2 separate regions of the Mus musculus genome follow, and region 2 is linked to region 1. A link is a contact called in public promoter capture Hi-C data. All regions are on one chromosome and are shown on one strand. Each heading gives the region's core, a stretch centred on a gene start, on an enhancer-like site or on the middle of the called end of the contact. The rest is flanking DNA. Distances are from core to core; before and after follow the strand shown.

Region 1 (7,403 bases), core at 3,178-5,677:
GCTATTTTAAGTACCTGATTAGTGGATAGAGCTGCCCTCCCCAACCGATCTTAAGAATGGGGGGAATCATGAATGGAGTATGCACGCACGCATAACACACACACACACACACAGACAGACAGAGAGACGGCCCTTGCATTCACAGTTGTCACAGGAATCATGGTTAATAGTGGCTTACAAACTACCTCTGACCCATGGGTTCTGTTTACCCATGGATCTAGTCAGTAAACATTGAAGTAGTATGTACTGGGCATGGATGAGAATTCCTTAAAGCTTTTTCCTAGTATTGCTGTAATATGACACTGCATTAAGAAGGTAGCCCCTTAGTACTCAGTGGCTGCCTGCAAGGCTCAGCTTTAAGTCTTTCCTGTTCTCCTACCTGTGAGGCTCTGGGGAGGGGGAGGGAGGGGTGTTTCTGGGAAAGAGAGGCAGTCTTTAAAGGCTCTGGGGAGGGGGAGGGAGGGGTGTTTCTGGGAAAGAGAGGCAGTCTTTAAAGGCTCTGGGGAGGGGGAGGGAGGGGTGTTTCTGGGAAAGAGAGGCAGTCTTTAAAATGTACCACTGTAGGGAATTTCTTTAGAAAGAAGCTTGCAGTTTATTGCATTTGTGGATGGAGAGATGGCTCAGCCCTCAGGAGCACTTATTGCTCCTGCAGGGGGCCTGGGTTCAGTTCCCAGTACCCCCACCAGGGCAGCTCACAACTGCCTATAACTCCAGTCCTAGGGGAGTGGACACCTTCTTCTGTGTTGCTTTCTGCTGGGATTCCTGTAAAGGGAACAGCTCTTTCCCCCAGTCTGCTCTGCAGTGCCCTTAAGTCCTTCAGAGAACAGCTAGTTGCTTAGTTGCCTCAGAGTGGCTGGGTCTCTCTCCTGACACCTGTATGGCTTTCTCGGGCTCCTTCAGGAGTCAGCTAAGAGGGTACAAGTTAGTCCTGTGACAACTGCCAGGCTGCAGGGTAGGGTGTACATTTCCCAGTCCTTCGCCCGATATGTAGATCACATTCACTTACAAAGCTCCGAAGCGCTCCCCAGTTTTGCTCAGCATGCATCTGTGCACGCTGCATGGCACTGGGGAAAACGGGGGCATGACGAAGCATGATTTGGTAAAAATTATAGGGGCCAGGGTTCTTCTGAAGGCACGTCTTGCATTCTCCGGTTATGGCCACCACATATTAGATAGTAAAACACAGGAGTGTAAATGTGCCGGTGGGCTGCATGGAACAAACCATTCGGTGGCATGCGCTCCAGTAGTTCTCTAATGAGAAGCCAAAACATCAAAGGATAAGAAAGATGCTAACACTAGTAAACAATGTGACCATTATTATAATGAGGAGAAAGGACTGAGCACAGGAAATGGCCACCAGACTCCTGCAATGCTTGTTTTACCCTCTCTGTGACTTTTGAATGCTCAGAAAGCCACCACTGTTGAGAAGCTGTAGCCCGCTTATTTGGCTGTGTGGGGTAGCAGATCGCCCAGAACGCTCACTTATCTAAATCAGGATTGAAAATGCTCATAGCACCTTCTCTTTAGGAGATGTGAGGATTCTCTTCTCTCGGAAGGAGTGCCGTGAACATATAGGTAATTTTAGAAACCATGTGTGAGAGAAGAATTTAGGCAGCTGACAGATACTTTGAAACCATCCAGGAATAACAGTGCAGCTCAGATGGATGTTGGAAAAGAGATACTTAGAAACCATCTCGGAACGAAGAGGCTGCTCAGATGGATGTTAGAAAAGAGGCTGAAGGATGGACGTGGTGGTTGATCCCCAGGGTCAGCTGGACTGGAGCTAGCATCACCAGGGAAACGTACTTCTAGGTGTGTCTGTGAGGGTATCTCCAGAAACCTATAATGGGGAGGAGGAGTACTCTCAAAGTGGGTGGGCACCATTCTCTGGGCTAAGGTCCTTGGCTATTCAGAAGGAGGAAGAGAATAGGAGGACCTCTCCTTCCATCTCTCGGTAGCAGTCAAGACAGTTCTCCTTCATGGGCCCTAAGCTGTTCCTTTCGCTTGAGAACCTGGACCCCCAAAGACAAATTTCTACCGAGAGATCAAGAAACAGTTAAGGAACGAGGCTAATTAACGCAATATTTAATTAGCCGAGCCAAGGGCCAGAGACTCAGACAAAGCTCAGTGTCTTGGATTTGTTAAGCATTTTAGTCTGCTACTGACGGTGTCAATCTTCTCCCATCAGCTAATAGGTCCCACATTCAAAATTGTAGAGGGGATGGAAAACTGTAGATGTTTAATTGGCAATTTGTATGCTAAAAACGCTGTGAGCATTTGGACACACTTGGGGATATATGGAGACCTCCCTGCCCACAAACACGTATATTCATAGACACATAGCTATAAACTCAGTTAGCTCCTGGCTCCCGTTCTTGTAGCCCTTGATAAACAGGGGGGTTATAATCATATAAAAGGTCTTTATAGGAGTGAAACTCTTTCAACATTGGATTGCTTTATATAGTTGGGAGACGGCGGTTTAGGAGGAAATAAAGAAGGAAATTCCAAAACGTGAATGGTATTTAAACCTCTTAAATTTTTTTTTTCCTTCAAAGGAAGAGAAAAAAAAAAAAAAAAAGAACAAAATTATGTTTTCCTATCCAGCGCAACGGTATGCAGAAGGACCATGGGCAAAACAGTAACTTTGCAAAGAATAAATAGAAGAACTCAGTGCCTCTCACCCCTTTCATGGAACATGTGGGTAAAAAAAAAAAAAAAAAAAAAGGAAAATGCAGTAACTATAAAACAACCTTTCTTTGATGCTGAACAAAAAGCAAGCTTGAAAATTTTAGGGCTACTGTGCAAGTGAGTGAAAAATACAGATGTCTTTCCCTCCAGTGCAGCTCCAGTCTGCCATCTTAGCGGCCCCATGCCTAACTCTGTATGCAGATGGTAAATATCCAAACACCCAGTTAACAGCAAAGCTCAGCAGTAAACCTTAAAAAATATACCTTTTCCCTTCTTTTTTTTTTCAAAGTCTCAAATAATTAGGGCGCTCCCTTGTTCAATATCATCATTCTCGCCCTCCCCAAGTTACAAAATTCAAGGTGATACATAAGAAAACTTAGGTCATCTTTGTAAAAAATTAAGATACTGATTATTCAAAATATAGAACTTTGATGGCGTCTTCATTTTCCAAAGTCAGTTTCTAATGTTGATTCCCCCAAAGGATCAGAAGCAATATATTAAGGAAATACCACCTAATACTTGGAGCTTGCCCAGGAGATTTGCATTTCCACGTTTCATTATTTGAAAGGAGGAAATGGCAGGCGGCTTAGCTATTCCAAGGCACAGAGTCCCAGTGGCTGCAAAGGAGCTGGCAGGAGACACAGTCAGGGTCCCTTTGGGGGCTGAGTGTCACAGATGTTGTAATTTCAGTGGGCAAAGGCAGAGTGCTTATATGAGCTCTGGTTCCCCCAAGTTCTCCACTGCCCCCGTTAGAGCTGGAAGTGAGCCAGCCCTGCAGAGGGCAGGTGTGGGCACATTTTTCAGTCTTTTGTAGACAGTCCCGGAAGGACAGAGGTGGTAGTCTTGGCCATGCGCTTTGACTTAACTCCAAGAGTGAAGAGGAACAAATTGGAGAACGCCCGCCTGTCTAGAGGTCAGTAGACCCCTTTCAGAGTTTTATTTACAAACCAAATAGGAGTGAAGATAGATTACTTCCTACTGTCCAGCCACAGGAAAGAAGCGTTTGTGCAGACATTAAGACGTACATCAGAGGACAAAGGAGTTCCTGGAGGCGCCTTTGTCTTAGAAGCATTCAACTAGGTCAGGACTCACAATACCTTGGGCTCTGAAAATGGTCTCTGCCAGTTTAGCTTCTCTGAACTGTCACACACACACACACACGCACGCACACACACACACACACACACACACACACACACACACACACACACGTCCACCTTTCGAGATTTCCTTCCACCTATGGGCCTTACTTACTGTCACAGAACAATTTCTGTTTCCTACCAAACGCCATACACTTTTGTGCCTGCTGCGACATCCTGACACTTTACAGAAGTTCATTTAATGGATCAGTGACTTACTCGGGCAAGGGCAGACAGCCAGTTTTGCTGCCGGTTCAGTGACTTGACTGAATAGTCTCCTTAAAGTCAACTTTCAGCTGAGCTTTGTATAAAGTGGACTCGAAACAGGTATTCCCCAAAGTGCTCGACAGAAATGACTTGAAATACCTCGAAGATTGCTTTCCCAGGGTGGATTAGCTATTTCAGTACACATCCTTTTAGAAAGATCTAACTGAAATCGATTTTGTTTTTGTGAAAAGGGAAAAAAGAGGAGAGGAGAGGAGAGGAGAGGAGAGGAGAGGAGAGGAGAGGAGAGGAGAGGAGAGGGGAGGAGAGGAGGAGAGGAGGAGAGGAGGAGAGGAGGAGAGGAGAGGAGAGGAGAGGAGAGGAGAGGAGAGGAGAGGAGAGGAGAGGAGAGGAGAGAAGAGAAGAGAAGAGAAGAGAAGAGAAAAGAGAAGAGAAGAGAAGAGAAGAGAAGAGAAGAGAAGAGACGAGAAGATCAAACCAAGGTGAGTCTTTAAATTTAGCAGCATCTTCCCAGGATCTGAGAGGAGGTAGGAGAAGGAAAAGAATATGATCAAAATGCACAGCATCAAACATTTTTCTCATTCAAAACAATGACCAGTGTCTTCCATTCGTCTTCAGATGTGAAGCTCTGTGGTCAGTGAGCTCTGAGAAAGAACAACAATCATCACTGCTTTCCATAGCCAGTGTGTGGCGGGCACCACACCTCCACAGGGAAGACGGGAGACCTGAGGTGGCCTTGTCAGAGTCCCTCACAGGGCCCCCTGCCCCGACTATGGACACAGGAAATGGTTCCAAGAGCAGAGAAGTGTAGCCCTTGTGGGCTCAGTGTCCAAGACTATACAAAAACTCGGGTAGGTCCCTGAATGTCTTGATTTAGGTTCTACAAGTTTGCTGTGCACGGTCCAAGTTTAAATTTTTAAAAATTCAGAAAATGAAAAAGCTTAAAGTAAAGGAGGGGCTGGGTTGTTTGCTTGGAAGGTCAGAATGTTTGTGAGTGTGACCTGTTGGGAAGGGAGGGAGGGAGGGAGGGATAGAGAGAGGGACAGAGGGAGAGAGCAAGAGGGAAAGAGAGAGCAGAACTGAGAGGGAAAGAGAGAGTGCTGGAAGGGGGGAGAAAAAGAGAATGGGGTCAGGGAGGAAGAGGAGGATATAAATGAATGGAACCCAGTGAGTTCTAGGGTCTAAGTGCAGAATCAGAAGACATTTGCACTGATCTAGTAAAGACATTTGGAAAGCCCACATCACAAGGAAAAAATCCCAGCTTCTAACTCATTTTCTGCTCCCAAGTCTCTCGGAAGCATTAAGCAAATCTCTTAAGTTCTCTGATTTACACTTCTCCCGTGCAAATGTGCAAATGGAGATCACTTTCAAATTCTGCCAAGTACAGCTTTTTGTTTTTTAATTACCAAATCTCTCTCTTACCTGGCCACTTCAAAGGGCTGGTTGTTTTCAGTGTGCTTTATATACTGAGCAGCAAAGCAGGAGTCATAAGGTATACAAGCTGTTTGGGGAACACCCCATGTCCATACAAAATCATGGCCCTTTTAAGGGCCTTAGATGGTACCTCACCAGACAACATTTTGAGAAACTGTCATGTCCCCCCTCCACCCACCATGGGAACCACATTCAGTTCCTCAAAGTATGGTACCTGGTAACCATCTTGAAGTGAGGAAAGAGGAAGCCATTTGTAAAAAGTAAATTTTTTTAAATTTAAAAAAAATTTTTTTTCTTTTTAGGTCTGGATGAGAAAGGCCAGTTCAAAACCTGTGTGCTATGTGCTTCTTTTAAAATTAGTGACAGAACTCAAACGTGCTGAAAGAGAGCCACAGAGCAGCGCAGTTACTCCTGTAAGAGAAAGGAACCCTGGTGATGCTCACTCAGAAACTGCCATGACACACCTTGTTCACATTGCAGTCAAGCAGCAATATTAACCACAGTTAACAGTGGCCAGCGGTGACCACAGCAAGGGCTAGAGGCAAGAAGACCTTTGTTTTCTTTCTCCTGGCGCTGCAGCTAGTGGTCCCCCAAAAGCCCTTCCTTTGTGATCTTTGTAGTAAATAAGACTATAAACCAGCGTCCGAGCTGATTGAAGGTGGGTTTAAAGGGCAAGAGAAAATGGTGGTTGTTTAATGATTAAACAGACACTTATTACTGAACATTTCGGTCGCTATCTTTTAAAGTTTTAAGTCACTGCCCGTACGGAACGTGCCAACTGTGGGCAGATGGGAAAAAAAGAAAGAAGGGAAAGAACCCGTTCACCTTGTGGCACACACGGAGGTAAACGGGTGCTGCCGCCTTAAATCTCAAGGGTGAGCCCCGCTCTCCCGAGCCTCGAGCCTCGGAGGAGCCCTCCACTTCTCTCCCTACCTCCCAGGAATTGATTCTACAAAGTTAAACACGCAATTTGTAAAGCTATTGAGAAGTAAACTTGTCCGCAGTAACTGGAGGAGTTGCCAAAGGCTGATAAATCTTCAACCCAGAGGAGGAAACCCCATGCTGCTCGGAAAACAAACGGCGCCCTGGCTGCAGGCCGCCCCTGTGGCTGCAAGCAGCCCTGTTGTTCCCCTTTGCTTGGGAATTCTAGGGGCGAAAATTCACACTTAAAAAATTCAGCACTTCCTTAATAAACAGCGTGATTTAGTGGAGATGCTGATGGTCCTGGGTTAGCATCCCTGAGAACGGAGAAATTATTTTGGGCTGAGCAAGTGCTTAATGAGAATAGAGGCTGTGTTGCTCAGAGTTGATCATATATTATCCTCTGTAATTTCTTCCCAAAATAGACTTAATGGAAAGAGGATGCATAATATCCCCCTTCTCTAAGGAAGCGCCTCCCCACCCCCCACCCCCACCCCCTACAACAGTCTTTCTAAAAACAGCTTTATGGGCCTTCAGTCAATAATAGCTCTGTTTCAGCCCCTCTCACATCTTACTTCCGCCATGCAGGAACTCATGTGGCGACAGACACATTCACCTCCAGGTGGCACAGAGCTGAAAACGCCCAGGGTCTGCAGCTCATGGCCTCCTGCAAAAATCTACCGGATGCCACATGCCTCGATCTTCACCTGAGCACTTTATAGTGGTTTGCATTTAACTTCTCTTCACTCCACAAGGATAAAGAGTGAAGAACTGTGTGCCAGCCTAGGATTGATCTCCTTTCAGGGAGCAATCGCTAAATGCCCCTACTGGGTCTGATGCTCAGACCCAAAAGGCAGATAAGAACATAGGCACAGAGTGGGAACTCTGGCGTCCAGACTGCTTCAACTCAGTCTCAGCCACGCAGGTGAGATTGGGGTCGGGTGACTTTCCCAAGGACTTGGAAATGAACTGTTCTAGGGGGTCCTGTGTGTGTTT
Region 2 (7,403 bases), core at 1,897-4,396, 480 kb after region 1:
AGCTACCTCGTCCTTGACACCCTTTCCTGTCCTCTGTGAAATCTGGTCCCAGGAAGCCATCCTGCCGTATGGTGCAGAAAGCAGCAAAACATTTCTTACCCTTCTCCTGCCTCTATAGTTAAACGACAAGGGAGTGTCTATGAGGACTCACAAGAGCATCAGTAAAGTACTTCCTTCCAGCGGCCATCTTCCTGAGGCACTGTTCTGAGGCCTAAGGGGTGTTTGTTTGTTTTGTTTTGTTTTTCTTTTTTTCTGTTTTTCTTTTTTCGAGACAGGGTTTCTCTGTGTAGCCCTGGCTGTCCTGGAACTCACTCTGTAGACCAGGCTGGCCTCGAACTCAGAAATCCGCCTGCCTCTGCCTCCCAAGTGCTGGGATTAAAGGCGGGCGCCACCACTGCTTGTTCACCGACATTCACCCGGTCCACAGACATGCATCGGGTGCCCGTGATGTGACAGACGTGGTTCTGGTGTGAATGGAGCAGTGAATCAACCAGTCAAAAATCTCAGCCTTTCTGGTACTTTACAGGATCCAAGCATTTCCTGTAACAAGAAATACTTTGCCTGGCCACCCCATCGTCCTCTCCGGGTTTTAGCCGGCTGCTCCCTGGTTTCTTTTCTCCGCTTTCTTCTCTTGGATAGCAAGAAGTGGAGGTTCTATTTTACAAGGTTTGGGAAATTTTCGGCTAATGTAACACTTGAGAATTCTGTCTAATTGTAAAAGTAATAATAATAATAATAATAAATGTTATATAACTCTTAGTTTACAGTTGAAGACATGGAATAAAAGGTAGAAAAGGATGCTTCCGGGGCCCCACAGCAAACTGGTAATAAAAACAAACCAGTAAGGAATATATAATTTGTTTCTTCATCAATGCCAAAACTATAGTAAAAGGCTCTGAAACTTGAGGTTAAGTTATATAAAATCACATGGGTGATATTAAAATATTAATCAAGTGGAATGAGTCATCCTGAGATAATATGTATTCTGGCAGTAAAATCTTATAAAATTACAACTGTAAAGATATTTACAATGGTAGATTTTCCTGGCTTGCCTAAAATTCAAATAATCTATTGATTTAAAATAATATCCCGTTCTCTGTAATCGCGTGGCTGAATATAAGCATCATAAAGTAGTGTTGAAGGGAGAAGTATTTATCATAAAAGTTAATATGTGTAACTGTGCAAGTATATAATTTATTAATCCACTGTGTACCTAGTAAATACTTTTGAAGCATTTTTAGATAAGTGATACTTGTGTGGGCGTATTAAATACAGATAAAGGGGGAAATTAAGGCATTTCTAACAGATGTTAAGCTTTCCCATAAATAGTTGCTTTCAAATGTGAAGGCACAAAATATCTACATTTGCTTATTTATCATTTTGTCACTCTGTCTCAATAACCTAGCTTAAATAACTTTAAATTAAAATGTATCCAGCAAAAGGAATCATGAAAAGTTTGATTGCTGACTAAACTGTTTCAGTTGAAACTCTAAACTGGGCAAGACTGATGGTGAAAACCCACAGGTGTGATGGGGCGTGTTCTGCAGTTCCCTCTGGCTCGCTGCTTCATCATGCACAGGGGCTGCGGGGAAGATCCTGTCATTCCTCTCTGATCGTTTCCAACATCTCTGTGAGCATGGGTAACTGCAGAACCAGCCTAGCTAAGCAGTGTCTCCACATTCATCTTGTCCTGACTGTTTGTTTGTTTGTTTGTTTTGTTTTGTTTTGTTTTTCGAGACAGGGTTTCTCTGTGTATCCCTGGCTCTCTGTCCTGGAACTCACTCTGTAGACCAGGCTGGCCTCGAACTCAGAAATCCGCCTGCCTCTGCCTCCCGAGTGCTGGGATTAAAGGCGCTGACTTTCTTATCCTATAGAAGTGTTGGAGACAGTAATGTTTTATATCTTTTACACTCATTGTTATGCTTAATGTTCAAGAAGAAATACTGAAATGTGTTTAAGATATTCTCCATGCCTCTCTTGACTATTCTACTGCACTATGGATTTTATAATTATTGATTTGTTTGCCATTTAACAAAGTTTAGTAAGGCATATGCCTGGCACTTTGGATTTATACATATACATTATTTTGTGACAAATCGGCCTTGACAAAATATGCATTCTCCACAAATGATTTTTTAAACAACACCACATATCAAGTTTTCCATATTAATTGAAGCTTTACTATATTATAAAGCTACTAAATCTTGTTTCAAAAATACTCAACTCATTAATCAACTCATTAATAAATATTTAAAATATAATTTTTCTAGTTTCCTAAAATATTCCATTCATGCAAAAACTGATCCATGCTTAACATTCAACATGTTTAACTAATAACATCTCGAGATTCTATAAAAATCCAAAACATGGCAAAACAAAATGTGTAGTTTTCTTTAATTCTTGGGTGGTCCGCTGCAGAAAATTTAGCTGCATATAAAGCTATAAATTACTGCTAAATCAGCTATTTGGTACAAGATAAGTTAATTTACAAAAACTTGTTTTAGTTTGTAGAGAGTCTACATATGAAAGACATTTCCAAGAAACGTCGGAGTAAAGGGGGTTGGAGTCCTATTGAAAACGAAAAAGGTTTCACTCTACGCATATCGTCGGAACACGGTATAGGCAGGGAAAGTGTGGTTCGTAAATCCATATGTTCTTAACTGGATATTCCTTACATACTTTCAGATTTTTACAATGCACCTATGTGTTCAATGCTAACACTGCAGTACAAGCTGTGAAAGAAATGTAAAGCCAGCGCCACCTACTGGAAGGCAGGTGTAGCAACCAGTCAGCTGCTTTCTAATTCTGTTGCAAACTATGCAGAAACTTGTCTCTGTTTTTAAAGTTATCCCTCTTTAAACAAACAAACACACCACTCCTGGCCTGTTAGTGTATATGGCATGTACGAGGCCCCGCATCAAGCCTGAAGAACTGCATGCTCACATGCACACACACACACACACACACGCTCATGCACACACACACATATCACACGTACACATCATACATATCTGTGTTTCTATGTATTCTTCAAAATGTTAGTATAATTAAAAATCTAGGTGAGATGAACTTGTGGAAATGGTGAGCAGAAAAATCAGAACTGTACTAGTGACAGCAACAGAGAACCAAGGGCTACCAAACCCTGGTCCTTTTCACAGTGGTTTCCTGTCTGCCTGAGAACAGGCTCTGAGCTCCTCTCGCAGAGCCCAGGGGTTTTAGAACAAGAACAATAGAAAACGAGAAACTACAAACACATTGTGTCCACAAAACTGTTTGTTTGATTGGTTGATTTGTTTGTTTCCTAGAAGACCATAGGAGGTGGTCCGGATTTTAACAGGCCTATTTTAACAGCACTAACAGAGACTGTGCTGTTCCAGTGGGTAGGCGGGGTGATTTTAAAGTAGATGTAACACCAGTTGCTGCTAATGAACTATTGTCAGTTTTAATTGAAAATGGTGCTTTTTGCTTTACAGAGATGCTGTTGTGTGCATCTGTACTCAATAAAGTACAAACATACTAATTTGCTCCACAGCTGTGACCAGATGAGCCAGAGTTCTTAATTCTCGTAGTAAGTATAAGAACTATGTATGCACCTTCAAACAACTAATAAACCAATGAACTCATACTATTTTAGAGAAAAAGGCAAATAAATTCTAGATGGTACATATGTGTGTGTGCATTTATATGTGTGTATATATATATTTATATATGTGTGTGTATGTATACATATGTGTATATGTGTATATATAGGTGTGTATGTGTATTTGTGTGTGTATATATGTGTGTGTATGTGTATATATATGTATGTATATATGTGAATATGTATATAGTGTGTGTATATATGTGTGTATATGTGTATATGTATACATGTGTGTATGTATATATGTGTGCATATATATTCGTTTAAGAAATACCAACCACCAGACGCTGTGTCACGTTCTAGAGTCGCAAGCCCCTGGTTCACTAGTTCTCCTCTCACAGAGCATGGTCTTTGTATTTCAAACCCCATTTTCGGAATGAGCCCTTGGGAGTTTTCATTTATTCACTAGAACGCTATCTTCCCAAACGACCTAGCAGTCGTGGGCTGGTTTGTTAAACAGGTCGATGAGGTGACTTCAGAGTCTCAACTGCTTCCTGTGTGCATGGTGTGAAGTGTGGCTTATCACTAGAACTAGAACTAGACCTATCTAGACAGCGCCTCTAGTTGGCCAAGAACTACCATGCTATCTGATCTAAGCCACCGCAATACCAAATTTTCCCTAGGATTAAAACTGTGCATCAAATTTTGCTGCACGATCCCTCTTCGGATAGTCCTTTCATCTTGCTTTAGTGACGAGGATTCTGGTGCTCAAGTACTACCTAGCAGACTTTCCTGTAGGTCTGGAGTAATAATTAATACTGACATTTGCGATGTAATTCACCTCCAGCCAGAAATGAAAACTGTAGCTAAGAAGAAAAACAAAGCACGGAATTCCATGATGGAACAGATTATCTAACTTTCCTTCTTCATTTTAAAGAAGAGGAGAAGGAAATCTGGGCAGGCTCACAGACATGTCCAGGGTCACACACAAGCCAAGGACAGAACTGTGGTCAAAGTTTCTGCTCCGGGCCCGGGGTGCTTTATAATACTTACAGGAGCTGTTGTGGGAAATTACCAAGAAATCCTGAGTGAGAAAAATGACCTTTAATGACAAACATGAGTGAACCATAACTCAGATGCACCTAATAAGCTCTTAGTTAAAATTATGCATTATTAAAAAAATAAGGAGAAAGGCAAGCCAGAGCTGGAAAATGATAAATCACTTCTGAGATACAGGCTTCCAGCAGGCCAGCCCATTACGATCAATCTTAGGAGCCTGTTTCAATTATTATTTCCTTTTAGCTCTGGAGTTATTTTGTATTGAATTATTATTCAAAATCAATGTTGAATAATTATTCAAAATTAATTTGCTATTCGATATTGAATTATTATTCAGTACTCAAATTTAATGGGGATAAGGAACCAAAATCTTTTTTGATTTACAGACATTTCTGTCGTAATGGGTTTGGGCCAAGGAACAGGGATTTAAAGCAAGAAATAAAAATTTCATGTTAATTTCCTATGCCTCCCATTTTGCCCTCTTTCCCTCTGTGTACCAAGTCGTAAAGGTTAGGGTTCTCGTCATCACAACGACATTTTTTAAATTTGAAAGTTCAAATAGTTTGTATCACTGTCGCTAAATCTAATAACTTTCTCAGCGTGCCTGCCTCTCAAAGAGTAAAACCCCATTAGAGGCGTAGATAACAAGCTCGCTCACTGCACTTCAAATAAGAATGACCCTTGAAAGTGAGAGAAACCCTAACCAACTCATTTGCCAGTCCAAGGGAAGAAAAAAAAAAAAAGGTTTCTCTGGGTTTTTGTCAATATGGGGTGGTGAGAATGGAAGACACACATATTTACAGAACGTGACGTCTGGTGCTGGACAACATCCAGCATCCACAGGGAATAAAGACATCAAACACAGGCTGGGGAAGGCAAGATGGCTCAGTAGGTAAGGGCACGTGCAGCCAAAGATGGCAACCTGGATTCAATCTCCAGGAACTATGTGGTCGAGAGAACAACACACCCATAAGTTGTCACCTGACTGCCAGAGATGCACAGAAGTAACACACACACACAACATCAGTGTTCAAAAGAGACAACAGACGGAGAGAGGCGATATATCTCAAGCAACATGCATTTGTGGTACTGTTAAAGTAAAAGAAGTTAAATGAAAATTTATTTATGGGGGTTGGAGAGATACCCAAGATATAAGATACAATTTGCTAAACACATGAAACTCAAGAAGAATGAAGACTGAAGTGTGGACACTATGCCCCTCCTTAGAATTGGGAACAAAACACCCATGGAAGGAGTTACAAAGACAAAGTTTGGAGCTGAGATGAAAGGATGGACCATGTAGAGACTGCCATATCCAGGGATCCACCCCATAATCAGCATCCAAACGCTGACACCATTGCATATACTAGCAAGATTTTATCAAAAGGACCCAGATGTAGCTGTCTCTTGTGAGACTATGCCAGGGCCTAGCAAACACAGAAGTGGATGCTCACAGTCAGCTAATGGATGGATCACAGGGCTCCCAATGGAGGAGCTAGAGAAAGTACCCAAGGAGCTAAAGGGATCTGCAACCCTATAGGTGGAACAACATTATGAACTAACCAGTACCCCGGAGCTCTTGACTCTAGCTGCATATGTATCAAAAGATGGCCTAGTCGGCCATCACTGAAAAGAGAGGCCCATTGGACACGCAAACTTTATATGCCCCAGTACAGGGGAACGCCAGGGCCAAAAAGGGGGAGTGGGTGGGTAGGGGAGTGGGGGTGGGTGGGTATGGGGGACTTTTGATATAGCATTGGAAATGTAAAGGAGCTAAATACCTAATAAAAAATGGAAAGAAAAAAAAATTAGATACCTTGAACTTTTCATGCATGTTTAGTTTAAAATATATTTTGATCTTTCAGAGAGCACTAAAAGATTATATAGAATAATACATTTGAATAAACTTTATAAAAATAAAAGTGCATCAAAAATTTAAAAAAAAATTTATTTATGGGGGCTGGAGAGATGGCTCAGTGGTTAAGAGCACTGCCTGCACTTCCAGAGGTCCTGAGTTCAAATCCCAGCAACCACATGGTGGCTCACAACCATCTGTAATGACATATGATGCCGCCCTCTACTGGTGTGTCTGAAGACAGCTACAGTGTACTTACATATAAGTAATAAATAAGTCTTGAAAGAAAGAAAGAAAGAAAGAAAGAAAGAAGGAAAGAAAGAAAGAAAGAGAGAGAAAATTTATACACATTTAAGTGTTTTTAAAAGCCTATTTTCATGGAAAAATATAAATCCAAATGGATATAAATATATATCCATTTTTAAAAATATAAATATATTTTATAAATATATATCATTTTTGTAATGAGCCTAGTGAAAATACCTATGGTGCTTACACTGGGCAGTGTCCTAACCTTTTTGATACGCTAATTTATTTAATTCTCACAGCAGCCATTTTGGACAGGACCTATTATTTTCTTTCTTTTGAAAATATGGGAACTAAGACGTCCAGACAGTAAGAGTCAAAGCCAGATTCCAATTTCCATCAGTCTGGATCCAGAATTGCTTGCTGAGCACTGAGCACCCTACTGGAATGGCTTGCTCCTTACCGGGTTCTGTTGAATTTATGTCTGAATTGTTTCGTCATCAAAAGTTCCAGTCATTTGTATTTCAACTCAGCAGTGTCCTTGTGGAACACTTTATGAGCCTGTTACATTTTAAGGAATACACTGCTCTTCTATAAACTCTGTGTCTCCGCTGTGGGTAGCAAACTCGCCCTACAAAACTGTATGCTTTTCCCCGTAGCGGT

What was found. Promoter capture Hi-C pulls out the DNA fragments that hold promoters and counts their contacts.
Region 2: a promoter capture Hi-C map of the HPC-7 cell line shows a contact between it and region 1, with 6 times the contacts expected there. The contact joins the enhancer-like site here to the promoter of 9230105E05Rik in region 1. A contact is called at or near these places in 21 of 39 promoter capture datasets (the 3T3-L1 cell line, 3T3-L1-derived adipocytes, the C10 cell line and 14 more), 2 of 15 datasets of contacts at CTCF or cohesin (the NIH/3T3 cell line and stem cell-derived epiblast-like cells), 1 of 484 Hi-C or Micro-C datasets (hemogenic endothelial cells), 14 of 115 datasets of contacts at active chromatin or transcription factors (acute myeloid leukemia, astrocytes, bone marrow-derived macrophages and 9 more) and 1 of 9 other capture datasets (embryonic stem cells).

What each region holds. Positions count from the first base shown.
Region 1 is chr10:120,385,096-120,392,498 of GRCm38.p6, forward strand. It overlaps 9230105E05Rik (RIKEN cDNA 9230105E05 gene), which reads left to right and starts at 4,428. Exons shown (of 3, transcript NR_040626.1): 1 at 4,428-4,534; 2 at 4,671-4,903; 3 at 5,789-7,403. The region is part of intron 3 of Hmga2 (high mobility group AT-hook 2); the gene reads right to left. It overlaps 1700006J14Rik (a long non-coding RNA gene), which reads left to right. Exons shown (of 7, transcript XR_003948966.1): 7 at 1,642-1,813.
Region 2 is chr10:120,861,890-120,869,292 of GRCm38.p6, forward strand. All of the region lies in intron 2 of Msrb3 (methionine sulfoxide reductase B3), which reads right to left. It overlaps Gm15910 (predicted gene 15910), which reads left to right. Exons shown (of 3, transcript NR_038023.1): 3 at 1-1,439. Among named protein-coding and RNA genes, the nearest start is that of Gm15910, 8.0 kb to the left of the region's middle. Within about 2 kb of position 3,147, at least 11 of the 459 cell types and tissues checked have an H3K27ac peak or open chromatin away from gene starts, as enhancers often do. A contact at or near this core is called in the HPC-7 cell line, bone marrow-derived macrophages and embryonic limb bud, where this site is marked.